Regions from separate parts of the Mus musculus genome. Here regions 1, 2 and 3 are each linked to region 4. Evidence: chromatin contacts called from public Hi-C and HiChIP or PLAC-seq data. All regions are on one chromosome and are shown on one strand. Each heading gives the region's core, a stretch centred on a gene start, on an enhancer-like site or on the middle of the called end of the contact. The rest is flanking DNA. Distances are from core to core; before and after follow the strand shown. Region 1 has its middle 460 kb from the start of Gm20125. Region 2 has its middle 310 kb from the start of Gm20125. Region 3 overlaps Gm20125 (predicted gene, 20125). Region 4 overlaps Gm32543 (a long non-coding RNA gene).

Region 1 (6,928 bases), core at 1,434-3,933, 890 kb before region 4:
CAGAATTGAGTATGCTTTAGGGTATCTATCAACAGCAAGGCTAAAAGAAGGCTTCAAGAGACAGACTAAATAACTGCACATTTAGAACCATGGGATACATTTTTACCTGGGATAAGAATCTTTAAGCAAGGGAAGAACAGTGTAAAATTTCTTTTTATAACATAACACCAGTGGCCAGACAAGCACTGATGGATTTAGATGGAGAAAAATACAGCTAGAGCCCTAAAGCACTTTCTGAGATAGAATCTACATTTGATAACTGAGCAAATACGTGTTGTAAAGAAGGGATCAGTGGAGCACAACTGTAACAGAAGAAACAGGGATTTTACAAACTGTATATTTAATCCAAGTCCCTGCTAAATCCCACCTGGAGTTTCTGCCCCTGCAACAATGCATTCACTTAGAATTGAAATAATTCCTTTCAAAATGGAAATGCTTTATTTATTTATTTTTTGGTGTTTATGGTATTCTAGATACAGTGTAAAGCATTAAAGAAGTGAATAAAATTCTACTTTTTCATGCCAAATATTCATAGCCTTATAGCAATACTAAAGTAATATTAAAAGTAAAGTAATATTAAAGTCAAGAACAAACTCATACATCAAAAGCATTATTAATAATAGAGTTGCAATGTACTACCTAGCTATGTAGTAAAGTCACTTCTTCCAGAGATGAATGAGAGAGAAAGGAAGGTTTGGTAAACAAGATAAAAGAGAGTAAACACATTGAAGATGTGCTGTAAACAATCCAGTATGTTGAATACCCAAGGAGTAAGGAAGAGACTGATTTTAGAGGAATATCATGATGAGTAGTAAGAAGGTCAAAAACTGTACATAGGAAAAACTGAATGTTGTACCATGGTTATTTCCTATGGTATCATTGTGCTCATGTTGCTAAGAAAATGTACCCACAAATGGAAAATTATTATGCACAGTAGTGTGTTTTATCATACTTCTGAAACTTAAGAATTCCAATACAAACAAAAGACTGATTTTATGTCCAGTGAATCTCTACTTCCAGGTAGCAACACTTGTGAAACCCTCAGAAAACAAAAAAAAAGAAGGTAAAACACAATGCTCCCTTCAGTTTCTTTTAAAAGATCACCAACTGCAATTACACGGATTCCATTCTCATGATTTCCTAAGCTCCGTAGACACAGCTGCTTAGTGCAACCACTTTAGTGATTAAATTTCATATCACAGTACCTATGATAGTTGCAGTGACAACATTTATAATAGATGTAATAATAAAATGACAAAAGTCAGGATCTTTTTACTACTTACATGTGTGATGCTACTGATTTAAAAAAAAAAAAAAGCACAATGTTGTCCAACTCAACCTCCAAGTCGTTTAGAACAATTGAAGAAATAAGTAAGAAAAGGCACAGCAAGAAATCAACAGGCTGGCTGAATTCCACACCTTCTATGTGGAGAAGTCATCACTTAAACCATATACTACTCAGTCACCTGCTCCTGACAGGCGGCAACTAAAGATTCTGAGCAGAACGATGCTGTCGCTTACGTGTCTATTTGGAACAACAGTTAAAAGGATGTTGATTAAGGGCTACAGATCATACTGTTCAGCAAGGGAAAATGTCTTACAAATCACCCCAAGTCCATGAGCACATGTCTGTGATCCATTACTGCTAAGACAGAGATAGCCATATTCCTAGGATCAGCAGCCTATTTGGTGGGTTCTGTGTCAGTGAGAGACCTTGTCTCAAAAAGCAAGGTAGATGCTGAAAGTACGACATTCAAGGAGTCTATGTCCATCCATACTTATGTGTATAGCAACCTCTTGACACACATCTGCACCACAAATACACACACACACACACACACACACACACACACACACACACACACACACGTGTGTGTGTGTGTGTGCGCGCATACATGCATACTTGTGCACACACTCACATTACATATTGCCAATGGTAGATTAAGTATTGGCAAATGGTAATTAGAATGCTGGTTCTGTGTTTCAAGTAGCCATTACTAAGACATAATTAGTCATGATATTACAGTGAGGGTAAATAAAAAATTATATTTGTAACTTATTCAATTTATTGATTTGAATTTATTGATTTGAATCAGTCATGTGTGTTGATGCAGAGGAAGGAATACTCTTAGATGCCAAAGTGTGAAGTGAAAAGAAGCTAGGTTAGCAATGCCAAATAAATAACTTCAGGTATATTGTCTGGGTGTGGCCATGAGATAACCAATGAAAAGGGTGGGAATGAGAGAATACATTGTTTCAGGAGAAAGGACCCAATATGTAGAACCAAGGATCATTAGAGTAGTCCAGCCCCTTGAAGATAAGAATGTAGACCTGACAGGAAATAAAGATGAAGAATAAGGAAGAGAAGTGCAAATAGTACAGATAATTTTGGAGGTGAATTGAAAATGTTCTGTAATTTAGATCTGAAAAAAAAATACAAGCTACATTGAAAAAGCCAGAAGGAATGGATGTGTAGACACAGAAGAACAGTTAGAGAAGAAGAACCAATTACAAGGTTCTGAGACTCCTACAGAAGGGCTTTTAGAATGAACACCATGACCTTACAGAATGTCATGAAATAAACTAGATAGAAGTATGACCAAGAATGGGCTATGGATGAGTGCTGTTGACACAGGAAGCTTCTATTGCACAATGATGACAGCCATCCAGCCAAGACAAAAAATGTTCCCTCTGGCTCTGCCCCCAGATGGAGCTGTGTGCTCATCAGCAGAGCTATAAAATGGCATGTCATGGGAGTGGAGGATGAAAACTGTCTCTGTAACTCTCACCATTCAAAAGTTTGTCAAAGCAGCATTATTCTTTGAGGATAAGCAACTGTCCTCTGTAGTAACTTGACACATACTAAGTGAAGTTCATCTTGCACTGAGAATCCCTTTCCCACACTCAGTGTGAAAGGGAGGGAAATATTTTCTGAAAATACTGACAATTTGCTCAGTTATTTTCCATATTTAACTTATTTAGAAAATGTCCTCAATATAATGTCTGCCGCCATCTAACATTTAACCTGTGTAGCATATACAATTTCATTGGGCTTACAACGTTTGGGAATTCCATTTTTTCACATGCAAAGGAAGATTTAATATGCAGTAGAAGATGACTCTGCCTTACAAAAATAAATGAGAAACTGCTGTTCTTTGTTCAAGGTCAAATGTCGCTTTCAATTAAATGTAGGTATTTAAGAGGGGGTCCTGATGAATGCAAGCAGTAAGCTTGAAAGCCCATAAGCATACATTCAAAGAGCCTTAGAACTCAAAGAAAAGAGTGAATGTAAATTTTCAGAACTGTCAATTTTTCATTTGAAATTTTGGTCTTTATTTCTTCTTATAATCTGCCCTAGTCAAGCACATATTTATTTCTTTCAAACCTGCTCCTTTCTTTGAAACTGTTGTTATATTTCCATGAAAATGACATCTTTGTTCTTTAGAAAATCATTCCCAGCTTATTGTCTGCCCTGAATTACAATAATCCTATATTTGTTACAATCTAATCACTTCTACAGCAACCTACTGTGAGGTTAGAAGTAAAGGATTAAAACTTCAAGTAGAAATACAAAACCACCCCCTTAACAAACCACAATATATTTTTTCAACATAAATATCCCAAGGAACAAAGAAACATTTTGACATAAGAACTCTGCAGAATATAGAAAAACGCAGCAGAACTGTTTATCAAAGTTTTCCTTGGTGTGTCAGCAGGTTCTGTGTAACTGACAGTGCTGATCCAAACGTTTTGATAGTAATAGAAGTGTTAACAGTGATAAGAACAAAAAAATATTAAACACTGTTGACTGTAACATTTCATTTCCACTGCCCTAATGCTGTTAGTGCAGAAAAATGGAACAAGAGGGAAGAGACTCAGCCACACAGCCAATGGAAATGAGGATTTAGTGGCAGGAGCTACAGAGGCATATAGGCATTAACAAAAAAGGAAAACCAAGAAAAGAAAGGAGAGAAGGAAGAACAAAAAGAGAGAGGAAAAAGAAAGTTAAACTAGCTCTGTCTTTATTGGTGACAGCAAAATTAGAGGAGATATTATTTGAAAACAAATGTGTAATAAATGAAACAGTAGTTGTATTCAAAATAATTATATTCTCTTCACTGACAAAAATATGTGACTGCTGAACAGACTTTCATAACATAGCAATATAAATGACTGTTAAATAACAATGTTAGTATAATATATTCATACTAACTTAGCACATATAAATGCAGCATTACTTTTAAAGTATGTTTTTATATTCTTCACTACATAATGCATTTTAGTGTTTACTTTGATGTCTTTATATTTCATAATCTGTTTAAGTTAAACATAATGTAAAAAGAAACAAATTATACCATAAATATACAGATATTAATATATCCACATTTTACTTGCTGTCAAAACATTTTGTGCTAACTTCTTACATTTTATAGATATTAAAATTACTAATTTAGGAATATGAATAACATAATAATCCTATACTGCCTAAGATAATCTCATTCTTGAACAATTATTTTGTGCTCTTTGAACTTTCCAACTATATACATGTTCATATATACATATATTTTTTAATTGGGCTATGTGCAGTTGTCACCCACCCCAAACGTTTATTAATTTATCATATAGAGAAAAAATACTTATTTCCATCCACAATTAGGAAAGACAAAGATGTTATTGCTTCAAATATGATATTCTCTGGAAATTATACCCTAAACCTCAAGTAGTTAATTTTGAATATGACACCTATCTTTAAAGCCTTATACTATAGGTTTAGATGTATATAATATTGAGTTCCATTTTATGTTATTAACTATATGCAATGTTAAGATTTTAACTTTTCATCCTTTAAAATAGATATTCCATTTGTGTTTAGCTATATGTACATGAAGTTGTAATTCCCCTTGTTTGAATTGTAGTCACTGTACTTTATACAAATATCAAATAATCTAAAAATTAATACAGGAATATTGGTTTAAGGTTTTGGGTTTTTTTAGAGACATAAATTTGAAGAACAATTTATTTTTTCTGAATCATGTGTATGTACAACAACATTTCTGTTTCATATGTTTATAATTGCTGCAAATTATCAAAATCACAAAATAAGAAAATAGTATTATAAAATTAGATACAGCTTTCTATTCATAATTACAGGCCTCTGGGCATGCAAATTACAAGAATCTCCAATTTTTTGTTCTTCATCATGAATCAAAATAAGCAACCAAAACAACACAATCCTGTAAACTTAACATTTGAAAGATAAAAACAGACATTAGTTTCAGAAAAAAAGACTCAAATCTTTGTTGAGGACACACGTTTTGGACAACTCTTGCTATGTGATATGCATGATTGACAGCTAGGCAGAAACACTGCTACTGTTTATTATACAACAACACTTTTTTTTTTTTTTTTTTTTTTTTAGTGCAAGTATTGTAGAGTTGTCCTTTTTGCAGTACCAGTTTGTAAGCTCTCATGTTTAGATATGGTGTTTTCTGACTTCAGAGCTCTTCGAGTCCTGAAGGTAAAGACCAGCTATTCTTGAAATACTACCTCATTTCTCAGCTGAGCCCATCAATGCATGGCAGGGTACATTCGGGACACTATTACATTCTGCCATGAGAATAATGGTAAATAATCTCTTCTTCAGCTAATGCCATATGGAGTTTGAATTTGGCTTCACTTGAGCCTTGGTCTTCCTGGTTTCAGCCTAATCCACAGGTCCCAAACATAAATACTACAGCACTGTTCACGTCTCAATCTCTAAACTATCCAGAAATCCAAGCTTCCCATCAATGCATGCCTTGCAGCATGGAGCTCGCTGCACTAATCCCGGAGACCTGACCCTGTCAGGACTTGTTAGAGGTCACATACCAGATGTTTCTCATCAAGTGTCTGAAACATGATAGTGAGTCAAGTCTCACATCGCCTCAAGTGTCATTCCTTCTGACTTCCATAACCTCACTTGCAGTCATTGAATTTTATACCAGCTTTTAATTTTAAAAAGAAAAATACCCCAGATACCCATGTACTTCTAAATTGGAATATTAAAGAAGAATTCCCCTGAAAAGAGTGGGTAGAAGAAAAAAAAAAGAAATACAATGTATCTTAAGGTGGAATACTTAATACTTGGGATCTGAGACAAAAGTTTGTCTTAAGTTGTAAGTCAGTTTGGGCTACAAAGTAAGTTCCAGGTCACTCCTGACTATAGTGTAAGATCCTTCATACAAAACAATAGATTAGACTAGACTAGACTAGACTAGACTAGACTAGACTAGAATAATAGAATAACAAAACACGGTATAGTAGAAAATATTTAGGACCCTCAGGATTTCTCCATCTCCTTCCTAAGAGAGTGAATCCCTATCCCAACTCCCACCCATCCAACATCTCCAAGTCTGGAGATAATTTAATGTAATATTGTAGGTTGCATTATTGAGAGCAGATTATAATGCAGTCTAAGCATCAACTAAATTCTTTGCTCTCCTAAAAGAATAAGTCAGTCATAGCTAAGCAATGATATAACATTGAGGAAGCAGAGCAGGGAATGGTATAAGAGCTTTACATAGAGGGAAGCTAAGACATTTCAGGGTATCCTTTCCTAAAGATAGTCCATTTTTACAAAATAATAATACAGGATATTACTGTGTTTACAAAAAGATTTCTCATGGTTCTGATAGAATTTTCGCCAACAGACCAATGTCAGTATCACCAAGAATAAAAAGAATTTCATCTACCAACCGATATAACAAACTACAAAGGACATAATAACAGGCACATACAAATTGAGAAGTATCTTACTAAATAAGGAGACTGATCATCATCTTTTAACTCCCAACATAATAAAAGACAGGAAAGACTGAAGAATTGCTTAGACAGACTAAGCCTGATAATCAGGAAAAAGAATTCAGCACAGCCATGAGCTAGAATCTAG
Region 2 (6,582 bases), core at 1,477-3,976, 730 kb before region 4:
TGTCTTTTTCCTTTGGATGCTGACCATAGTGTGGTGCAGTAGGAATAGTTATTCTTCTTCTAAAGATGCCCTGTCCATCATGTGGCTGCCTGCTGTGAGACTGTTCTCCATGCTGGCATATCTTCTCTATTTCTCCTTTCTTTTGTACCTTGTTGATACTTCCTAAATTTCTAATAAATTTCTTTTATTAAAAAGAAAATGTGGTACATTTACACAATGGAGTAGTACTCAGCTATTAAAAACAATGAATTTATGAAATTCTTGGGCAAATGGATGTATCTGGAGGATATCATCCATAGTGAGGTAACCCAATCACAAAAGAAGTCACTTGATATGCACTCACTGATAAGTGGCTATTAGCCCAGAAACTTAGAATACCCAAGATACAATTTGCAAAACACAAGTAAATCGAGAAGAACGAAGACCAAAGTGTGGATACTTCATTCCTTCTTAGAATAGGGAACAAAACACCCATGGAAGGAGTTACAGAGACAAAGTTTGGAGCTAAGATGCAAGGATGGACCATCTAGAGACTACATCACCCAGGGATCCATCCTATAATCAGGCACCAAACCCAGGCACTATTGCATATGCCAGCAAGATTTTGCTGAAAGGACCCTGATATAGCTGTCTCGAGTGAGGCTAGGCCAGTGCCTGGCAAATACAGAAGTGGATGCTCACAGTCATCTATAGGATGGAACACAGGACCCCCAATGGAGGAGATAGAGAAAGTATCCAAGGAGCTGAAGGGGTCTGCAACCCTATAGGTGGAACAACAATATGATCTAACCTGTACCCCAGGAGCTCATGTCTCCAGCTGCATATGGAGCATGCCAGCAGAAGATGGCCTAGTCAGCCTTCATTGGGAAGAAAGGCCCCTTGGTCTTTCAAACTTTATATGCCCCAGTACAGAGGAATGCCAGGGCCAAGAAGTGGGAGTGGGTGGGTAAGGGAGCAGGGCGGGGGGAGCTTATAGGGAACTTTAGGGATAGCATTTGAAATGTAAATAAAGAAAATATCTAAATAAAAAATAAAAATAAAATGAGACTCTAAAAATAATAATAATTTTAAAAAGTCAAAGACAAGTTTCCTCAATTTCATATGTTGTCTCCTCCATGACTCAGCCAAATTTCTGATGACTCTTATTTTCTGCCTTTAATTCTTTAATTGGTGGAGAAAATGAAGCTGATCCTTCACTCACTTAATTCTTCTACCTTCTCTCTCTTCCTTGAGATCTGTTACTTCTACATAGCCCATATTACTGGTCTTGAACTTCTGACGAGTCTGCCCAATTCTCTTGAGAGCTGAATATCTGCCAGATTCTTAACCCATGTATTAAAGTTATGGGGTTTTAAATATTTCCATAAATTCAATTATTTTTTACAAAATATATGGTTGTTGAAGTTTGTGTTTGTTTCTTGCAGAAATCATTTTCACTGTTCTCTAACAAGTTCAGCATTCCCACTTAGAAATATGAGGTATTCACATGTTAAGTTTATTAAGGGTTAGCATCAATTTAACAGACATCCAAATGGTGAAACAAGTCTAGTACGGGGAAGAAGGCCTAATTTTGTAAGGAAGGTCTGGCACCATTATCTTGGAATCAATTAGAGTACTCACACAACCCTTCAGAATCCAAGTCATAGAGTAAATTAATTCTGTAATCAAAGACACATATAATTGTCTCCCATACACACACCACACATACACACACACACACACACACACACACACGAGAGAGAGAGAGAGAGAGAGAGAGAGAGAGAGAGAGAGAGAGAGAGAGAGAATTTTCCATTCTTCTTTTATTTGCTCCTGTTACACATTAATGTATGTGGTGGTATGTATTCTTATCCTAAATAATATATATGGGGCTCAGAAATATTTATGGGGCTTAATAGTTTCAAAAGCTACATCAAGAAAAGAGTCAGATACAATTTTCACTAAAATGGACTTTAAATCATATTAGTTAATTATACAATTGGATGATATTTATGGAGGATAGTGTTTTGTGCTTGGTATAGACTTAGAAACAATTTGTTCAAATTTCCAAGAATTTCCTTCTACACTAAGGATTATAGCATCCAATAAATAGCACTTTGCATTCAAAATCAGGGTTCTAAACTGTTTGCAAAATGATAAAAAGAAAATAGATAAAAAACAAAATACCATATTGATTACCCACGGAATTGATGTTGTGGGATAAGAAATGATCTTCCTGATAACAAATTACATGATTCCTGAATGTTTTCTTAGCTGTACTCTCATCATCCAAAATGTTGTCAATCTTCTCAATGATTTACTTTGTTTATAAAATTATAGCATTTAAAGATATGACAGTATACACCAAAGTGGTGCTATCTCAGATAAAGGGTGGGGAAAAGTGACTGGTGTGGACTGCTTTTTCCCCAAGCTAAATAATAAAAATAACCCTTTCTTCCTTCCTGAGGAGAAGCCAAGGGTGTTAAAAGAAAATCGGACTTCTGTATATGGAAGAAAATGTCATGTGAGGCTCATAAGCAATGGTCGACTATTAGGAGTGTTCTGAGGCACTCTGGGAGTATTTGTTAGACTATACTGGGGTGAGGTTACCAGCACAGCTGTAGATCCTTTCTATGTCTTCTCTCAGCATATTATTTAACAAATATTTGTGGACACAGAACCAGCAGGAAGCAACTCTAACCCCAGAGCAGCTGAGCTAACTACAATCACCAAGTACAACCAGCCCTCTTGGGATTTGCCAGATTCGAGAGAGCAGCTGCTGTGCTATTCTAATACAGGGGGAAGAACATGAGTTCAAGGGAAAATCAAAGTTTTCTTTTTCTTTTTTTTTTTTTCTTTTTTCTAATTCCTCAGGGAGGACTCAAAGCTAACATCTTCCACAACTTGAAGAGGAAGGAAAATTGAGTCTGTCAAACATATTAAAAAATAGTGGATCTGTGACGTTCTTAAAAACACCTTACTGATATTTGAAATATTTGTCATATTCCATGTAAACTTTTCACCTGAGCACCATGTCTGTTCTTGCAAACTATTTTTGCTGTTTTTCCTTAGTAACTGTAGTAAGCAAATTTTCATTTTTCTTATAGCCTCAAAAATCTATGAATTCTAGGCTTGTAGATGGTGATCATGTGTCCCTGGGGACAGATATTTCCTATGTTTATACCATTATTATACTGTTCTTTCTGCTTTCACAGGAAGTCATATAAACATCATTAAGTCTATTTTATGAAATACTATCTTTATAAATGCAGGATTTATTTGACTAGGCTCCTATGACTATTTGATCACCTTTTTTGGTGTAAGCACAGTGTCATTTGCAAGTGGATTTTGTTCTACATTGAAATTGACATACAGTATAAAGTTTAAGCAGAATGATAGAGACATCTCCCTTCAGAAATGAATACAAAATGCTCAGAAACCTGCAGAGACCACCCCTACATATTTTTGTTGTTGTTTCTAACTTCTAAAACCTGTAGGGGTCATGTTAAATATGTAATTCTTCAGCCATGCCTTAAATAATGTAAAATCTTAAATAAGAGAGAAAGGTCATACACAAAGTATGTAAAGATTACTGTGAAAATTTCAGCCAAGATGTCTATGATTAAAAACAGTGCTGGTGTGAGGGTCATCTGCATAAACCAAGCAAGATATGCACAGGAATTAAGACATATACAGGTATTTTTTAGATTAGTCCTATTTTCAAGCCATCCCCAGGCTAGCGTCTTTTAAAGGATTAGTCTAGAAAACGTTTCTGACCTCAGAAAGCCTAGTGAAAGGGCAAAATCATGAAAATGACTAAAGCTAAAATATCCACTACTGGTTGCATTACAAAAGAAGAACAGTAACTTTAAGAAGAGGTATTTTATTTGGTAGATAATAATAAAATATAGTAGAGATGATAATTACAAATTACTATTTTGATCACAGTAGGTCCTCAGTTCACAAACTTTAATTACCTTTTAAGTTTATAATTCCTATACAAATTTTTGTAAATCAAAATACAAAATAATATAAAATTCTGCTGCAAGCCATGCTTTGGAAGAGGGAAATAAACTACTATTTTATCTAACACATGCTATTATTAGTTTTCTGATTGATTTTTGATAAAGTAACAGTAACAGCAAAGTTGAGAAGTAGCCTTTGTTATAAGAATAACATAAAAGTAACCTACTAGAAAGACCACAATGGAAAATTGCCCCCCTCAAAAGAGTTAAAGTGAACAAAATCAGGAGAGTCTCTTTCATTCTAATATTGAAACTGTATTTGAAGGGCAGGATTTCTCAGTACTTTTCTGGACCAGATTTATGAGGGTCGTGAATTACATTAAACAGGTCGATCATATTCTGGTGGCTTGAAATAGTCAGGTTGCGAAAGTATCAATGTGAAAATTATCAATGCTACCAATAAGTGACTTTCTTTTCCTTGAAAAGAGTTGATTACTAAATATTTCCTCACACAAAAACTGTGAATATCCTGTTCTAAACTTACCTGCCATGTGTACTAAGAGATATAATCTCTGTAGCATACAAAGGATATTAAAAAGTTAACATCTGTTTTGTTTGCCAAAAGGGGGGGGTGCTTCGTTTCCTCTTCTACACTGGAGCTAGAATTATCCCCATATACACGAGGGGAAACTACCAGGTGCAGGAATGCAATTATAAAGTGTGGAAAGGTGTTAGAAGTGAGTAGACTGCGACTGCGCAGAATGCATGTCGTCTACTGGGATCACAAAGAACACATGGAGATCTTGCAAGACTTGACTTACAGTCTTCATTTTGTAGTGAAGGAAAGTGAGGAAGAAATACATCTGCAGAAGAAACTATTTGACTTTGCTGCTAAAATTCAATAGTTCCTAACGCTGTGGATCTGGACCTGGATTTTATCACACATAAAAATAAAAGATCTTTTATAAACAAAATAAAGTATGAAGCTGTTAAGTTAAAAAGAAAAAAGAAAAGAAAAGATAAAAACCAGAGCCTTGAAACAAATATGGAAGTATTAACCCTTAAGACAAGCTATTTCCTGATGACAAGACATAGGAATAAACTATTTTGTTTCATAGAAGAAATCAAGAAAATAAAAGAAGATTGTGTACCCTAGACAGATTTTATGAATCATTAGATAATGACTAAAGAGTAAAAATTTTATTCTTTAATATTATTGCTATTAAAGTGATAGGCAGACTGGAGAAATAAGAAACCTATCTGGCAAAATATAAGGCTGGGAGAAGAGAACCTTTTGGTTCCCTTTGAAGACATGCTCACAGGATCAAATCCATTGATCTGTTCAAATTCATCTAATACATCATCTACTACAACAAGAACAACAAACAACTTTAAGGGATGCCTGTGCTTCCAATTAAGCAAGAACAGATCCATTCAAAGTACCTTGGTACACAGTACATAAACTATTATTGCAGTAAGAATCTATCCCTAATATACTTTATTAGTCAATTAACATTCATGTCATAGTTTAATGAGACTCTTATTTTTAACAACATTAAATAAGAGGTGAAAGAGTTTAGCAAAGAAACGACAGAAAAAGCAAAGCCATTAATTCTAAATCTCTTCACTTGGAGATTGCTGCTTTTCACATTTTAATTATATATGTCTGTTTTGTATGAACTACAAACACATTTTGTTCTTCATGTAAGAATTTAAGTGCATACAGTTTAAAAAGGTAGCTGAGTCCATAGTTCACATAAAGCAAGGCTCTTTTGACCTGTACAGTTTGCTGGGTTTTGATACATGTTTGCCATGTGCCACAGAGACAACCCTTACCAGTCACTAACTCCCGTGTCCTTTTTTTTTCTTTTTTTCCCCATTTATCCTTTTTTTAAAGAAATGTTTTACCATAGACTAATAATTTTTTCTTTCTTTTTATTAATCATTCCATTTATTTACATCTCAAATGTTATCCTACTTCCTAGTTACCCCTCCTCCAACCCCCCTTCTCACATCTGCCCTCCCTTTGCCAGTATGAGAGTTCTGCCCCACCCACCCACACTCTCCCTCCCCACCACTTATCTCCTTACTCATGGTCATCAAACCTCCCCATGACCAAAGGTCTTCCCTCCCACTGCGGTCAGGAAAGGACATCCTATGCTACATATGTATGTGGAGCCATGGGTCCCTCCAGGTACAAACATTGGTTGGTGGTCTAGACTCTGGGAGAACTGAGTGGTCATGTCAGCCTATCTTGTTCTTTTAATGGGGTTGCAATCCCCCTCTGCCCCTCCAGTCCTTCTGCCAGCTCCCCTACCTGGATCCCTGAGCTCAGTCTGATGGGTGGCTCTAAGCACTCACTTCTACATTGGTCAGTTGCTGGCCCGACCTCCCAAGGAACAGCCATACAAGGTTCCTGTCACCAAGCGCCTCTTGACCATGGCAACAATATTGGGTTTGGTGCCTGCAGGCAAGGTGTATCCCCAGGTGCAGCAGTTTCCCGGTTGGCCCTTTCTTCAGTTTCTGTTCCAGTTTTTGTCCCTGTTCTTCCTTTGGACAGGAACATTTCTAGATTAAAAACTTTGAGATGTGTGGGTGTTTCCACCCTCCAAACAGTGGCCATCCTTTTTATTTATCC
Region 3 (7,410 bases), core at 4,888-7,387, 530 kb before region 4:
TATAATATCTATATTATTTCATATAAATTGGTCCTTTTAATTTTAAAGAACTTTGTCATGGTTTTTGGTTTTTTGGTTGGTTTGGTTTGGTTTTTGACACTGGGACTTTCCATGTAGTCTGAACTTGCCTGTAGCTCACTTGTAGACTAGGTTAGCCTGAAGCTTTTAATTAACTTTATAGATCTTGCTCATGCTATAGCAGCTACATCTGTTATTGTTACGTAGCAAAAATTATTAAATACTGAAATCCATAAGATAGACATAAAGATTGTTAGTAAACATTATCAATAATCCTATTATTACAAGTATGATGATAATTTGAAAAACTAATGTCCCCTTTGTCAGTGAAAAAGAATCAAGACCACAGATATTTGTCTGCATCCATTGCTGAAGAACACATTTATGAAGAATAAATGTCATTATAACAATTTTCACTTTATATGTTTGTCAGTTTCTATTGTATGTTAGTATAAGATCCCAGAAATTTTCAAACACAGTTTAATTTCTAAAATCATCAGCACAATATTCATGAATTATTCTGGTCAAGTTTTTCTTGCCCCAAACTTTTGTTTACAAATAGAATTCCCTATTATTTTCCTTTGGTAACAGAATAATTTTAATATGAGTCTGTTGCTCAAAAAGAATACAGAGCATCACAGCTATAAACTAAAGATCTCATGTGTCTTCAGGAGGCAGCAAATTCTGGAGACATCTGAGCATAAGCTTTGAAGACATTTACCAGAAAATGTTTGAAGAAGACATATACGACCATGTGGAAGGGGCACATTTTATCAAGGTCTATCTTCTATTGTCCTTTAACTCAGGTCCATAGAATTGTAATTCCAAACAGTAACTCTGACTTCTGCAGGGTTTCATCTTAAGAGTGAGTGTATCCCTGATGTATCAGGGTATATAGGTATCCATGGGATGCCTCTCCTTCTCCAAGGGTACGAAGGGAGATGGTATAAGGATGGGACTGGGAGGAGAAGAGGGAACAGGATTGCCATCAGGCTGTGAACTGAATAAGTAAAAAAGAAAATAGGGGAGAAAAAGATGAGTGTATCCTATGTCTCCTATGATTAAACATTCCTGTAGATCAACCCTTTTTATATCTCTTTTTCAAGTTCCATTAAAGAAAGTTGACTTTAGCTCAGCATAAATATGACCCACAGCTCTGTATCTATGGACAGTGTGCAGTGTAAACAGAGGAGAGAATATGAACAGTAGGAACTGCATTGCCTAAGAATGAACTGCACGGTTTTCCTTTAAACAGAGATTTGTGTTGCTTACCTCATGTAACAGACTAGAGTACTAAGAATTACAGTATTTCCTACTATAGTTCTTCATTAAATACTAATAAGACCTGGTGTTTATTTTTGTTTTCATCTATTCTGTTACAATAAATTCCTGTTGTTGCCTTGACAATATTTCAGAAGGATTAAATATTCATATATATATTGACAAACTTTCCTGATACTTTAGATTTTGGTAAGCTAGAGATGAGCCCTGGATTTCTCACTCTGGTCTGAAGAGTAAGAGAAATCAAGTTATAAGTAGCAAAGATAGAAATCACTTCTGAATCCCAGACCATAACCAGCGTCTCCACATTAATAGAAGCCTTCTGCAAGGTTTTAAGACGAGAGACACATTTTAAAAAGAAACACCACTTCGGTGTTTGGAAGATGATGATACATGAAATTGCAACCATGCAGCTGGCTCCAGTAAGAGAAAATCCCATTTTAAAGCACACCCTAGCCTTCCTACACAGATTAGCAGCAACAGTAACAAAAATAGTAAAGTGTTTCCTCACCTTACCTAGTTAAAACTCTCACAATACCGTTGTCTTTCGTATGTACTAAAAATTTAAGTATTAGAACTAAAATCATTAATTTAACAATGAAGACTACACAAAGTCATTTTGTTAATTAATTTTTTCATTCACACCTTAGTCACAGAGCTCTATTGGGAAATATGCAACTGAATTAATTAGTCTTGGTAAAAACCTGAATATCGCCAACTGTTTTGTGGAGTGCAGGGAGCGGATGCCCAGAGTGGGTATTTACAAGAACCTCGGCCACCATGTGCAGTACAAACTTGCCATTCACGACGCTGCAAGAATCTTGTACACCGTGTTTTTCCCCCAAGTCAAAAATCCCTGTAGGGGTTTCCAACAACTATGAAAATGAGAGAGGCTCTTGTATCAACCCACACTAGGAAATAAATAAGAATACAGTAATGCTTACCAGAAATGGATCTCATTCCAAACAAATCTGTGTGTGAGGGAAAATATATGTTTGCATGAGAGTATTTTTTTTTGTCTTATAACTTACACCAAAGAATAAGGGAATAGATTAGTTCTAGTCAGCATGAAGCTATTCATCAGAATTAAGATCCTAGGACTGTAGAGCCGGAAGCCTTGTGGAGAGGTCATGAAGCCCACACTCCTCCCTATTCATCATAAGGAGCAGCAACATATGCTGCCGCATGCGCTGTAGTTTGTAACTTGAAATTGACAGAGTATAGATTCTCGAGAAACTGAAAGTAAATTACCTTACCATTTTCAGCCTTTGTGCCAACCATGTGCAAAATGATGACAAGAATGATTTGAAAAAAGAAAAGGAAAAAAAAAACAAAGTAATCTGAAACGTGGGAGGAAAAGACTTACAATTAATATAGCATACAATTAATGCAACAGATTAATTTGTGGCAAGTAATGTTAGGACAGAAAAATATGTGCTAATAAATATCAACTATATTTAATCTCAGTGTTCAAAATAGAGACTACATTTGAAAAATAGTACACGCTACAGAATATATGAAAACTGTCTTCCTGGTGCTTTATATGGTTTGGTCCTTCTCTAAGTTACTTTATGTGTCCTCTCAAGGTCTCTAATTTCAAAATACTCCCAATGAGAAATAGGTCCCCTGATGTAAATACAGGGTTAAAAATAGCACTGAACAAAGAAGAGATTTGGAGGGTGGTACTTAGAACATTGATTAGCCAATAATTGTCTCCTAAAAAAGGACACAGTAATGACCTGAAGAGAGCATTCCACCAGAACTCATATCTTAACACTTAATCAAATTACAATGCTTCCTTCTTCTACCCCAAATGCTGCCTAAATAGTAATTGAGAATCTTCATGAGTCAGCATCAGAGTTGACAGAGTGGCCCCAGAACAATGCTGTTTATGATGCTTTGCAGTCTCTGTCCATCTGATGAAGGTTCTTTTGCATAGTTCCAAAATCATATTCAGAGCTATTCTTCAGTGACAGACCTGGAGCTATTGTGTGCTTGATTTGTAGCAAAGTTTTATTTTTGTTTTTGTTTGTTTGTTTGTTTGTTTGTTTTAGAAAATAGAATGGCATGCATGTCTCTGGGCTATGTATTCAACAGCCAACAAAACCAACCCATGTCTGCTAAAGATGTAGAAATATGAATGAATTGACCGATCCATACATTGCTTTCTTTTCTCCAGTGGGCTCCAGAAAATGATGATCACTAAGACAAAAAGGTTTCATAGTTTGCCCTTCATTAAATATCAAAGTCTTTGTGAGACTTAATCCTGAAAAATACAAAGATCAACTCTTAAAATATCCATGGTGTCAACTAATAATCTTGCCTCTTTCTATCATTGTGATAAAGGAACTGTTCTTCTAGCTACCAGTAACAATAGAATGCCTCTCTCTTCATCACTTACAAAGTAATTCTAAGATACACACTATTCAGATGTATTCTTAATATACAGCATAATTGACATTTATTTGTCAACTTTATGTGGTCAAAGGAAGACTGGGGAGATTAACTTTAATTCCGAGATGTCTGTATTAGTGACAAATGTACATAGTGGTTAATATGCAAAAGGTATTGTGTATAAGAGAATATATGTCATCTAACTCTGGGTAAGCCTCTAACCCAAAATAGGCAACACTAATCAATCATGCAATGTGTACTATCATCAAACAGTCAGCCTCTCTCCACCCATACTCTCATGCAAATGTCCGGGACGTTCTTGTGTGTATTTTCAAGAGATCACTCATATTCCCCAATATCCCATCTTCGAAACTCTTTGGAACACGACCACAGAATGGATCCTTATTAAGCTTCGTCACCCCGTGAACTCCTGCCAGGTGAAATCTAAAAGAAGTTCTTCCTGGTCATCAGAGGAACCTCCTTTCTTCATCTGCTGCAGATTTCACTCCTTGGTAATGAGTTTACATTTTACAAAATGTCCTGATATACAGTTTTTAATATTTTCAAAGCAAATCATCACAGAGCAGATGGTTTAAATAAGAAAAAAAAAACTTATCTCTCAATTCTGGAGACCAGATATCCCACATAAAAGATGTGAAAACGGATGGCTTCTTCAAGTCGTTTCTATTTTTGACTTTTTACTTGGTCATGTTCTTCCTGTTTTGTTGTTAATGTTGTTTATTTGTTTTTGATGTGGCCTCTCCTCTGTGTGTGTATCTATATCTAAACTTCTTTTTCTTAATGACAGCCACCTTATTAGATATTGGATCACCCCAGTAACCACCTTCCGAGTTCATTGCTTCTTTACAGACATGTCTTCAAATACAGCTATGTTCTGGGCCACTGAAGCTGAGGAATTCAATATGTGGATGGGCAGAGGAATACAGCTCAGCCAACCATACCAATATTACTTGGTATTGAATTATTCTGAAAAAGCACCCAACTTTCAAATGACAATAAAACATTTCCCTTTATATTTCAAATGGTAATACGCTCATGTATTTATGTGGACTATTTGTTCATCTGACCTCTTCCAGTCAATATCATGTGCAACATCATGGCACAGTATCAGTGGTAAATTGTGTATTTAATCATTTATATTATTTTCCTATTATAGCCGTCATGAATGATAGCAACATTTGCAATTATCTTTACTAGGTGACATATCCCTATACAACAATGATTTTAGACATTAAAATTTGTGGCTGTAATGATTCTCCACTTTTCTTGCTTCTCTCAGTGTATCTAGTTATACCATAATTTACAATTACAATACTTTTAGGTCCTCATTCTTGTTTCTATTTTGATTGTGTGTGTGTGTGTGTGTGTGTGTGTGTGTGTGTGTGTGTGTGTGTAGATAGATAGGTAGATAGATAGATAGATAGATAGATAGATAGATAGATAGATAGATAGATGGATTCTAATTCATATTGTAGATGGTATTCCTTCTTCAAAGTCTTATTTAGCAAGCATGGTTTTCAGAATTTAGATATTAAACCCCAGTGTGTGTGTGTGTGTTCAGATATTATATATTTCATTCAAATGGAAAAAAAACATATTTGTTAATCTTAAGCCATGAAAACAATGTCTAGCCTTGTCTTTTTTTCTTTGATAATTGGGATTTATTTTATGTGGTTTTGCTGTGTGTGTCTACTGACCTCTCATCGTATTTCATGAAAAGTTGAAGTTGAAATCCTTCCCAGAAAGTGGTAAATGTCTTTAACTGGAGACAAAAGAAGGAAGCATTTGGGAATGCAGAAGAACTTGTGTACTCAAGGCTGTGGAAACAGGAACAGGATGGACAACAGGCAAGGTATTAAAAATGCATGTCATTATAAGGAAGTCTGAACAAAATTATTTGACATTCTCTTCTACAACCCTTGTGTTTTTAAGATTCTGCTAACTTAGAAGATCTAAAAATATAAGCCAAAGAACAAAGAGGAAACTTAGAATTATATACTCAAAAATCAGACAGAAGAAAATCATATGACTGCCTTGCAAAGGATATGTTATTGTCTTATTATTTTTTTAATGTCAATTTCCTTGCATACTGAATCAACTGACTAGCATCTGTTGTAGAAATATCATAGAGATATTACAAACAAAAGTACAGACTCAGGCAGATACTGTTAATCTCTAGGTTTTCTCTCACTCCGTTTGCTTTGTGTCTTTCATTTCCTTTAAATTTAGAAATTAAGACCCGTCTTTGCAATTATTAAATGATTAAAATAATTTTTATTCTTTTATATCAGCACTATATAACAGGCATGAATATACAAGAAATTTTGAGTACTTATCACAAAACAAAACACAGTCCTCCCTCTCCTGAGTCACCTTGTACTTGAGCTGACAGATTGAGTCACAGTGAGACATGATGCTTTATGGTTTTGTTGGCCAGACTTCCATCTGCATGACTGTTTGTGGTATAAGAATATCCCTGCCTTGGCCACTGTTCTTTTCAGCACAGCTTTACTTGTTCAGTGCCCTTTAGTTAACCTTGAGACAAAACACAAAAAGTCAGTCTCAGGCATTTTGCCTTTTACCAAATAAAACTCCATTAAATATGTGCATGCTTGTGTGTGTGTGTGTGTGTGTGTGTGTGTGTGTGTGTGTACAACTGGAATAGCCGAGGAGTATTGCCAAAAGGAAAAGTCACAAGTTTGAACAGCAAGTGTCTTTGACTTATTGCTGTGATTATTCTAATTGCTCATCTACTTGGTGGGAGGCTGCAGGAAGCTGTTTTGAAGTAATCAAGCTGAGATGGGCCCTTCTATTTATAATAGTTCTGAAAATTCTTATCCCCCTAAAGACTTAATTGCATTTTTCTTTAAAAAATAGATTCACTGTTGTTTCTTCTTGCCATTTTTGTTGCTTAAATTCAATAATAAATATTTGATAGTTTCTTAGTTATTATACAAATAAGCATAAATTATCTTTCATTTGGTAGATTAAACAAAAAGCACTCAACATCCATTAAGAAATCTGAAGTGCAATAGAAACCCTCTATAATATATCAATACTCTGTAAGCAATCTCTAGAAGAGAACAGTTAGATGCATATCACCCATGTGAATACATTTCTTTCTTGAGAAAAGACAGTTGTGTTTTTTTCCAGCTTTAGATCAATATTGCATCAGTATTCTATTGTCATGATTGGTATTATTAGATGACAGAAAAGTACAGAATCAGCAGGAATTAGCACCTTGTTGCTACTTAACCCTATGTTGAGAACCTCTTTGTTCCCCAGTGTTGTGATTTGCTCAAGGCAACTGCTAGATCTCTCAAGCACACACAAAAAACCAGCACTTCTGCCACTTCTTAACTTTTTATCTGGGGATTTTCCAGCCAGAGTCTAGCATTCTGTTTCAGTTGGCTACTAATAGTTATTTTAGAATTTTTGTGGAAATTAAATAACTAAAATCCCTAATAACCATCCATAAAATAGACACTAAAATTTACAGTGATTTTACTTTTGCTCAAATTCTACACAGAAAGTACATCTTAAATTTGTCTAAAAAGCATGTTTGGACTATGGGACTCTCTTCTCTGCCTCCCATCTACCCTCTGTCTTTAACTCTTCTCTAGCTATGCAGGTATTAACAAAGCCAATGATATGAACTCATTTTATGAAATGTTTCTATGCAAACATGTAGCTAAG
Region 4 (6,863 bases), core at 3,663-6,162:
CTAGTTGCATATGTAGCAGAAGATGGCATAATCGGCCATCATTGGGAGGAGAGGCCCTTGGTCTTGCAAAGATTATATGCCCCTGTACTGGGGAACACCAGGGCCAGGAAGCAGGAGTGGGTGGGTTGGGGAGCAGGGAGGGGGGAGTGTATAAGGGACTTTCAGGATAGCATTTGAAATGTAAATGAAGAAAATATCTAATAAAAATGTTTAAATAAAAAAGAAAAGAAAACTAAAAAATAGTAAGTAGAATCATCACAGGTAGGAGACTGTTTCTATACTTAATAAGTAAAAAGGCCCAGCTGGTCCATTATATTTTCAACTTGAAAGGTATAATTAAATAAAATCAGTAAATAATGATTAAGCACTTCTGAAGAAAGTCGTCAAGACATACATTGATTGCAGCATGTCGTTAGGAACACACATGAGCTCATAAATGGTTGCTGACACTTCTGAGGAAATAATTACCCTCTCTGAACAGTTCTGGGTCCAGCACCAAGCCACCAAATGTTCCCTGACAACTTGAAGTCAAACTCGTGATGGCCAACATCCAACTACATTCAATGAAAATTTTAACATAGGTAGCAGATTGTAAGACTTGATTTTGTTTTTTGAGCTACTTAACGTAAAATTCATTCAACCCCTTTGGTTTAATAAACTCTTAATGGCTTTAGTGCCTTTAACAGAAAGACCACTGGCATCTCAGCCACTGACATGACTTACAAAATAAATTGAGGACTTTAGCATGCAGTTAGTGATGGGGAACCGTCAGCAAACAATTCCCCTGAATCTATTACTATTGAATGTATTGTGGTTGGTATTTTTTTTTAATTCTAATTTATTAGAATTTAGTGACAGCTTACACGGACAGATGCAGCCATTTCAAACTATAGAATCCAGGGGACATGGCTTTCTCTGGCACATTCTTAACCTTAATCTTATAGATTCTAGAATATGCACTCCTGGATCCTAAACCTCTACCTCTAATGAATAAGATATCCAGCTACAGATTCTTGCCACGTTCTGTTGGCTCTCCCACAGCCTCAGAAGAACTGCAATGAGACATCAGCTTCTAAATCTTCTAAGGTTCCCTTTGGGAGTTTACAGAAGTGCTGTGTGGCAGTAGGGGCATTTCCCCATATGCAAGTGTTGGATGCGGTCCTATTTACTTTAATAGAGGGAAGAGCTTAATATGAAAGTCCTCACTTGGATATTGGGAAATAGAGAGCATCTCTGGGTGTCACTCTTTGTTCTAGTTTCATTTCTGATGCGGTGACAAATCTCCAGAACAACAACAATAATAAAAAAAAAAATTAAGGCCTTAGTCAGCTTACAATTCCAAGTTACAATCCGTTCTCTCGGGGACTGTGACTCAAGTTCTCAAAGCAGGAACTTAAAGCATCACAACCACAGAACAAAGCAGAGAAAAATAAATAAACGCACAGATCCTCGCTTGCTTGCCCTGCCGACTCAGCTAGCTTTCTTCACTCCTAGACAGTTCAGGGCCCAGCCCATGAGATGGTGCCACCCACAATGAGCTGGCTTTTCCCACTTACCAATCAATTAAAAATGAAAACAATTCCCCACAGACATACCCACAGGCCTACCTGATCTAGATCATCTCTCATTAAGATTCTGTTCACAGCAACTGAAGAGATGGCTTCGAGGTTAGGAGTACAGACTGCTCTTGCAGAAGAACAGAATTTTGATTTTCAGTGCCTATTTTGGGCAACTTATAACAACCTATGTCTCAAGCTTCCTGGGATGCAATGCCTCTGGCCTTTGCTCACACTGGCACATGGGTGTACACACCCACACAAAGACACATACACAGAATTAAAACTAAAATAAATATTTGCTTTAAAAAAATACGCTTTTCCAGGTCATTACAGGTTGTGCCAACATAAAAGCATCAACATTCGTATAGCTGATGGCACTAAAGATATCAAAACCTAACTTACAGACGCAAATTACTTTCTAGTAATTTGTACCTGAGGTGATGCCTTGAACTTGACTTTAACTCTGATCTTTGAGGCATGTAAACAGCTTAAGAGTGTCTCTAGTTTCTCACTGAGCCGTGGTCCACTTCAGTGAATTCAAACAACCGTCAGAATCAATTTGAAATATGTCAAATATATGGTGTGACTACATGTAAATAAAAAAAAAAAGCGTATAAGAAATTACATCGGACTTGTTATCTAATCAATAGTGCCAGTCCTGGTTAAGATCCCTATTGCTATGATGATACACCATGACCAAAAGTACATTGGAGAAGAAAGGTAAGTTGGTTTGCACTTCCACATCATAATCATCACTGAAGGAAATTAGTGCAAGAACTACTGCAGAGACCATGAAGGGATGCTACTTATTGAATTGGTCCTCGTGGCTTTCCCATCCTTATAAAAACACAAGAGCATTAGCTTGGGGTTAATGGGTTGGGCCCTTCTCCATAAATCACTAATTACAAAATGTCCTATATCAGTAATTCTCAACCTTGTTTAATGCTGGGACCCTTTAACACAGTTCCTCATATTGCAGTGACCCCCTAACCATAAAATTACTTTGTTTGCTATTTCATAATTTTAATTTTGCTACCATTATAAATCATAATGCAAATCCTTTTGGATACAGAGGTGTGTGTGTAACGGGGTCTTGAGTCACAGGTTGAGAACTGCAGCTCTGCAGGTGTGCCTGCTAACCAGTATTACACGGAGGTATCTCCTCGGTTGAAGCTTCCTTCCTTCTGATGACTTTAGTTTGGGTCAAACTGACATAAAACCAGCCAACACAGTTTCATTTGTCCATTTGCACATTAATATGTTACCATGGAAAGTTTTATCATTATTTCTAATAAAGGGTAAAACCGCCTCCCAATTTACCCCCCCCAACTGACCCCACTTCTCCAGAATCAACATGTCCCCTTCTGCTTCTCCTCACTCACCTTCTCCAATGAGCACACTTTCCTCTGAAAATGGTCTTAGAACACCTTAACCATATAGCTCTGTGGTGAATTCCTTAAGATAGCACTACTAATCCTGTACATCTCAAGAGAAGAAAGAAAATAAATGGATCTCAGACAGTAAGTCTTCCATGAATTTTAAGAGGCATTTGGACAGAAAAAGCTGTCGTCTGCTGAGCTCCAAGTAGGATCCTGGACAAAATCCTCTTATATCCAGTCTCCCACGTGTTCTCTCTTCCCAGCCATTACAGTGGCTGTTTTATTTGATTGTAACAATTTATTCAAGTCTGTTTCCTCTCTTAGGACCATTTTGTCTCCTCTCTAGGACACTGGCCTTGTGAATATAGCTGTGTCTTTTTTCCCCCCAATCTCTAGTTCCACAGTCCAGTATGATGCCTAGAACACGGTAAAAATTCAATAATTCTTGCTGAATGCCTCAGTGAAAGGGTTGGGGTAATGGATGGGCAGACAGACAGATGCTATGTAGAATAACATTGTTTTGAGGACAAAGGTTATATTTTGACAAAACTAATTTAGTGTTTTCTGAAGCATATTTTTGGAGTCCAAATGACTATTCTTGATGGAATCTCTCTAAACAGGCCCTCATTTTTGCTTAGACCAGATCATTCTGACTGACAAATAGAGTTTTTCTTCTTTGTTTAAAAGTCTTGGCAGAAATGTATGACTGCCGCAGCTATGGATTCTTTCGTCCCCTTATATCCTCTGGGAAAAGGGCCTACTTTCCAGGGGCAATCATAGTAGATCTTCCAGAAGCCATAAAACTAATAAGGCAATAAGGACATCTAAACTCCAGCAGTTTTGAAGAAAATGACTTCTTAAAACTCTGTTTCTTTTAGAGTTGCATGAGATCAGCATGGTAGGAAGGTTGACAAAGTAGACAGGGTCAGAGGTATATGCATTTCTGTGAAGAAGGGACTTAATTCACAAGGAATTTTACTAAAATCAATGCAGATCCACCAACTGTATGACTGCAAATTTGCTTAAGAATTTAATCATTTGTTGAAATTTAGTATTTCTGACTTCCTGAGAATAGTATTTCCAAGAAGACCCAAGATTATTCCAAAATCTGGATAATTTTAGATTTGTCAACCTCTTGTAAGTGGAAAAAAAATCAGATGACAAAAAAAATAAAAAACAATGAAAACATTTTAATTTTATGGTTTTTACACAGACTGATTAGTTTGTGGTAAATTATGACTTTTCTTTTTAATCAACTCCAACTCTAAAGTTGGCTGGACCAAGTACGTAGACGAGAGCTGCGCTGAACTTGGCTTTGGCTTCTTTTTTCTGTGCTGTCTTCTTAAAGGCTGTAAGTAGAAGCCTGGGAAATGCAAGGGAGGTTTTTAATCTTTCTCTTTCTTTTTTGAAAGCGCAGAATTTGGCCTGGAGGTTGGCTATTTGCATCCAGTGGGGTCTTGAGAGATGCTGTACTTTATCTCATCCTCATTGTGAAAATGTGAGCACACATATGAGGATGCAAACACATCCACAGTCGCTGAACGCAGCATTAGAAAATGTAGCTGTTCCAAACTGAATTATCATTGGGGGTGACGTTCGCTTTCTGAACCTTGAAAAACTTTAGTGGGGGAAAAAAAAACCCTGGTAATACAAACCACATGGTTGCCTCATTCTCCCGCCGTTCTTGGCAGAACAAGTGCTGCCTGGCAACCTCGCTGTCAGCTGGGCCGAGTAATCATAGCAGTATTGCCCTGTCGTTAAATCTAATGCTTTCTTTCTGAGAACTCATCAGTGGATGCTTTTTCTTCTTATCAGTCTTCTTGGTAATGTTTGAACAGGGCTTCTGTGCATGAAGAGAACACATCCCTGTAGAAGGAGTTGCTGAAATAATAAAACACACACACACAAGTGCTCTAATGACTCTGAAAGGGGAAGTTTTTTAAAAAAAAAAAAAAAAAAAAAAAGAGGAAGAAGAAGAAGCAGCTTGCAAGGAGTGCTTTCCTCTTGCTTGTTGCTTTGGACTTTGGCCCCACAGAGGCCTGTAACCCAGCCTGACCTTACTGGCCAAATTCCAGTGTTTTCCTCAAGCCTTCCAGAAGAGCCTTTCTCCCTATGGAAACTTGAAGGGCAAGCTTTGAATATATGAAATTCTGAAATCAGAATGTAAAAACTTATGAGAAAAAAAAAGAAGTGTTCTTGTATTTGGTCCTGGTTATCAACAATATAAAAGGCATAAAAAGGCAGTACTTTAATTTTAGCATACTTAAAAGGAAAAGAAAATATGCCTTTGAATCAACCCAGTAGGCTGAATTAGAGTTAAGATGATACAATTATGATAAAGCGTGGTGGCACATACCTTTAATCCCAGCACTTGGGAGGCAGAGGCAAGCAGATCTCTGAGTTTATGGCCTGATCTACACAGTGAGTTCCAGAGCTCACAGAAAACCCCTGTCTCAAAAAAAAAAATCAAACCAAACCAATCAAAAACAAGCAAACGAAATGTTATAATAATGGAGTGTTTGAAGGCAGCCTTCCAGGAAAGGGATACTACTAGAGCAGCCACAGCCACAGGGAGCACGGCTAAAACAATACTACAGTCAACATGAAATTAAAATCCACCTGGCCGAATGTTTCTTTGGACAAATGCATCAACAAGGACTTCATTGAACTTTTCTATTCCTTTTGAATTCAACAAAGTAACATATAAAGTGGCCAGTCAAGCTCCTGCACAGAGCTGCCTGTGCTCTGAGATCCCGGGCAGGAGCTCCGAGCCAGCCCTTAAAGGCCTATGATGCTCACCAGTGCTTCACAGGCCTTCTTTCTTCTTCCTTCACTTGTCATTACTTTGGCTTCTTCTCGAGTACAGTGACTCTGAAGAATCTAGAAAGAAGGTGGCTTCCAGCTCAGCAGCTACAGAAGGTCTGGAGAGCACTAGCCTTGGTGAAGAAAACTTGCTCTCCGTGGTCCTTGAACCCACGACTCTGAGTGTGCTCTAAGCTAAGTGTGTGATGACCCAGAAGGAACAACGAAGGTCTTCACCGGCACGCAATCCAAGGGCAGCCTTGTTCCAACTTTGTGTCATGGGTGACGTTCTTCCTGGTAGAATGGAACATTTTAGACTGCATTTCTTTGATGGAGCTTTAAAACCTTGCAAGATCCATTTGTCCTTAAAAGCTCAACTTCCTTCCTGTTGAGAAGCTCCATAAATAAAGATTGCCAGCATGTGGGTAGAGTCAGGGTCGCTTGATGCTTCCAAAATCCTTGTGGTCCTTGTGGGCTTCATAGTCTTTCTAGAGGGGGACGGCATCTGTAAGGCTTGACAAGAGCCACAAAAATGACCAGTCATCCTCTGAGGGTGACTTTTAGCTTTGTTAACACATTTAAACTTATTTCCCTAGAAGACTGTATAAATGTCATGTCTCCCACATTTTCCATATGTTAACATGACATTAATCTCGAGTCTAACTTTTTCCTTAGTTCCAAAATATGTCACTAGTTGGTTTTGCTCTTTCATTGCTGCAATAAAAAAAAATTATTAATTTTTAAAGTTAGCATACAAACTAATGGGTTTCATTGTCGAATTTTCATATATTATATATAACTCATATATATAATATGTCATTATACTTTGTTCTAATTTTCCCCTCCCCCACTGGCATCCTGCTGAGATCCCAGTCCCCTCTGGTTCATTCTCTTCCTCTCCCCACGAGTCCTCCCATCTGCTCTATTTGGTTATTTTTAGCCCAGCCCTCTCTGTTTATCTTCCTTTATATCTCATTAAGCCTATCTCCTCCTGCATCCTTCTCCCGATGGGACTTTTCAATTCAGTGGCCTCCTGTAGCTATTTTTAATTCATTAATAAAATAATAAGAAAAAAATAGGTTTTTTTTTCTTCAATGCCACATTTTTCAAGTGCTAGTGCATA

What was found. HiChIP or PLAC-seq counts read pairs in DNA pulled down with a chosen protein or histone mark. Hi-C and Micro-C count contacts between places; a contact is called where the count stands out from the background.
Region 1: a contact with region 4 is called in an H3K4me3 HiChIP or PLAC-seq map of bone marrow-derived macrophages, with 7 times the contacts expected there. The contact joins two enhancer-like sites. A contact is called at or near these places in 1 of 15 datasets of contacts at CTCF or cohesin (pro-B cells), 2 of 484 Hi-C or Micro-C datasets (embryonic fibroblasts and peritoneal macrophages) and 3 of 115 datasets of contacts at active chromatin or transcription factors (bone marrow-derived macrophages, fibro-adipogenic progenitors and large pre-B cells).
Region 2: a RAD21 HiChIP or PLAC-seq map of pro-B cells shows a contact between it and region 4, with 5 times the contacts expected there. The contact joins two enhancer-like sites. A contact is called at or near these places in 1 of 15 datasets of contacts at CTCF or cohesin (pro-B cells), 1 of 115 datasets of contacts at active chromatin or transcription factors (large pre-B cells) and 1 of 9 other capture datasets (embryonic stem cells).
Region 3: a Hi-C map of cerebellar granule neurons shows a contact between it and region 4, with 1.7 times the contacts expected there. The contact joins two enhancer-like sites. A contact is called at or near these places in 2 of 484 Hi-C or Micro-C datasets (cerebellar granule neurons and granulosa cells).

What each region holds. Positions count from the first base shown.
Region 1 is chr10:16,634,523-16,641,450 of GRCm38.p6, forward strand. No RefSeq gene overlaps it. Among named protein-coding and RNA genes, the nearest start is that of Gm20125, 460 kb to the right of the region's middle. Within about 2 kb of position 2,684, at least 23 of the 459 cell types and tissues checked have an H3K27ac peak or open chromatin away from gene starts, as enhancers often do. A contact at or near this core is called in bone marrow-derived macrophages and pro-B cells, where this site is marked.
Region 2 is chr10:16,787,210-16,793,791 of GRCm38.p6, forward strand. No RefSeq gene overlaps it. Among named protein-coding and RNA genes, the nearest start is that of Gm20125, 310 kb to the right of the region's middle. Within about 2 kb of position 2,727, at least 18 of the 459 cell types and tissues checked have an H3K27ac peak or open chromatin away from gene starts, as enhancers often do. A contact at or near this core is called in pro-B cells, where this site is marked.
Region 3 is chr10:16,984,209-16,991,618 of GRCm38.p6, forward strand. Gm20125 (predicted gene, 20125) reads right to left here. Exons shown (of 9, transcript NR_038020.1): 2 at 6,088-6,249; 3 at 5,412-5,531. Among named protein-coding and RNA genes, the nearest start is that of Gm20125, 110 kb to the right of the region's middle. Within about 2 kb of position 6,138, at least 35 of the 459 cell types and tissues checked have an H3K27ac peak or open chromatin away from gene starts, as enhancers often do. A contact at or near this core is called in cerebellar granule neurons, where this site is marked.
Region 4 is chr10:17,517,484-17,524,346 of GRCm38.p6, forward strand. The region is part of intron 3 of Gm32543 (a long non-coding RNA gene); the gene reads right to left. Among named protein-coding and RNA genes, the nearest start is that of Gm32656, 140 kb to the right of the region's middle. Within about 2 kb of position 4,913, at least 119 of the 459 cell types and tissues checked have an H3K27ac peak or open chromatin away from gene starts, as enhancers often do. A contact at or near this core is called in bone marrow-derived macrophages, cerebellar granule neurons and pro-B cells, where this site is marked.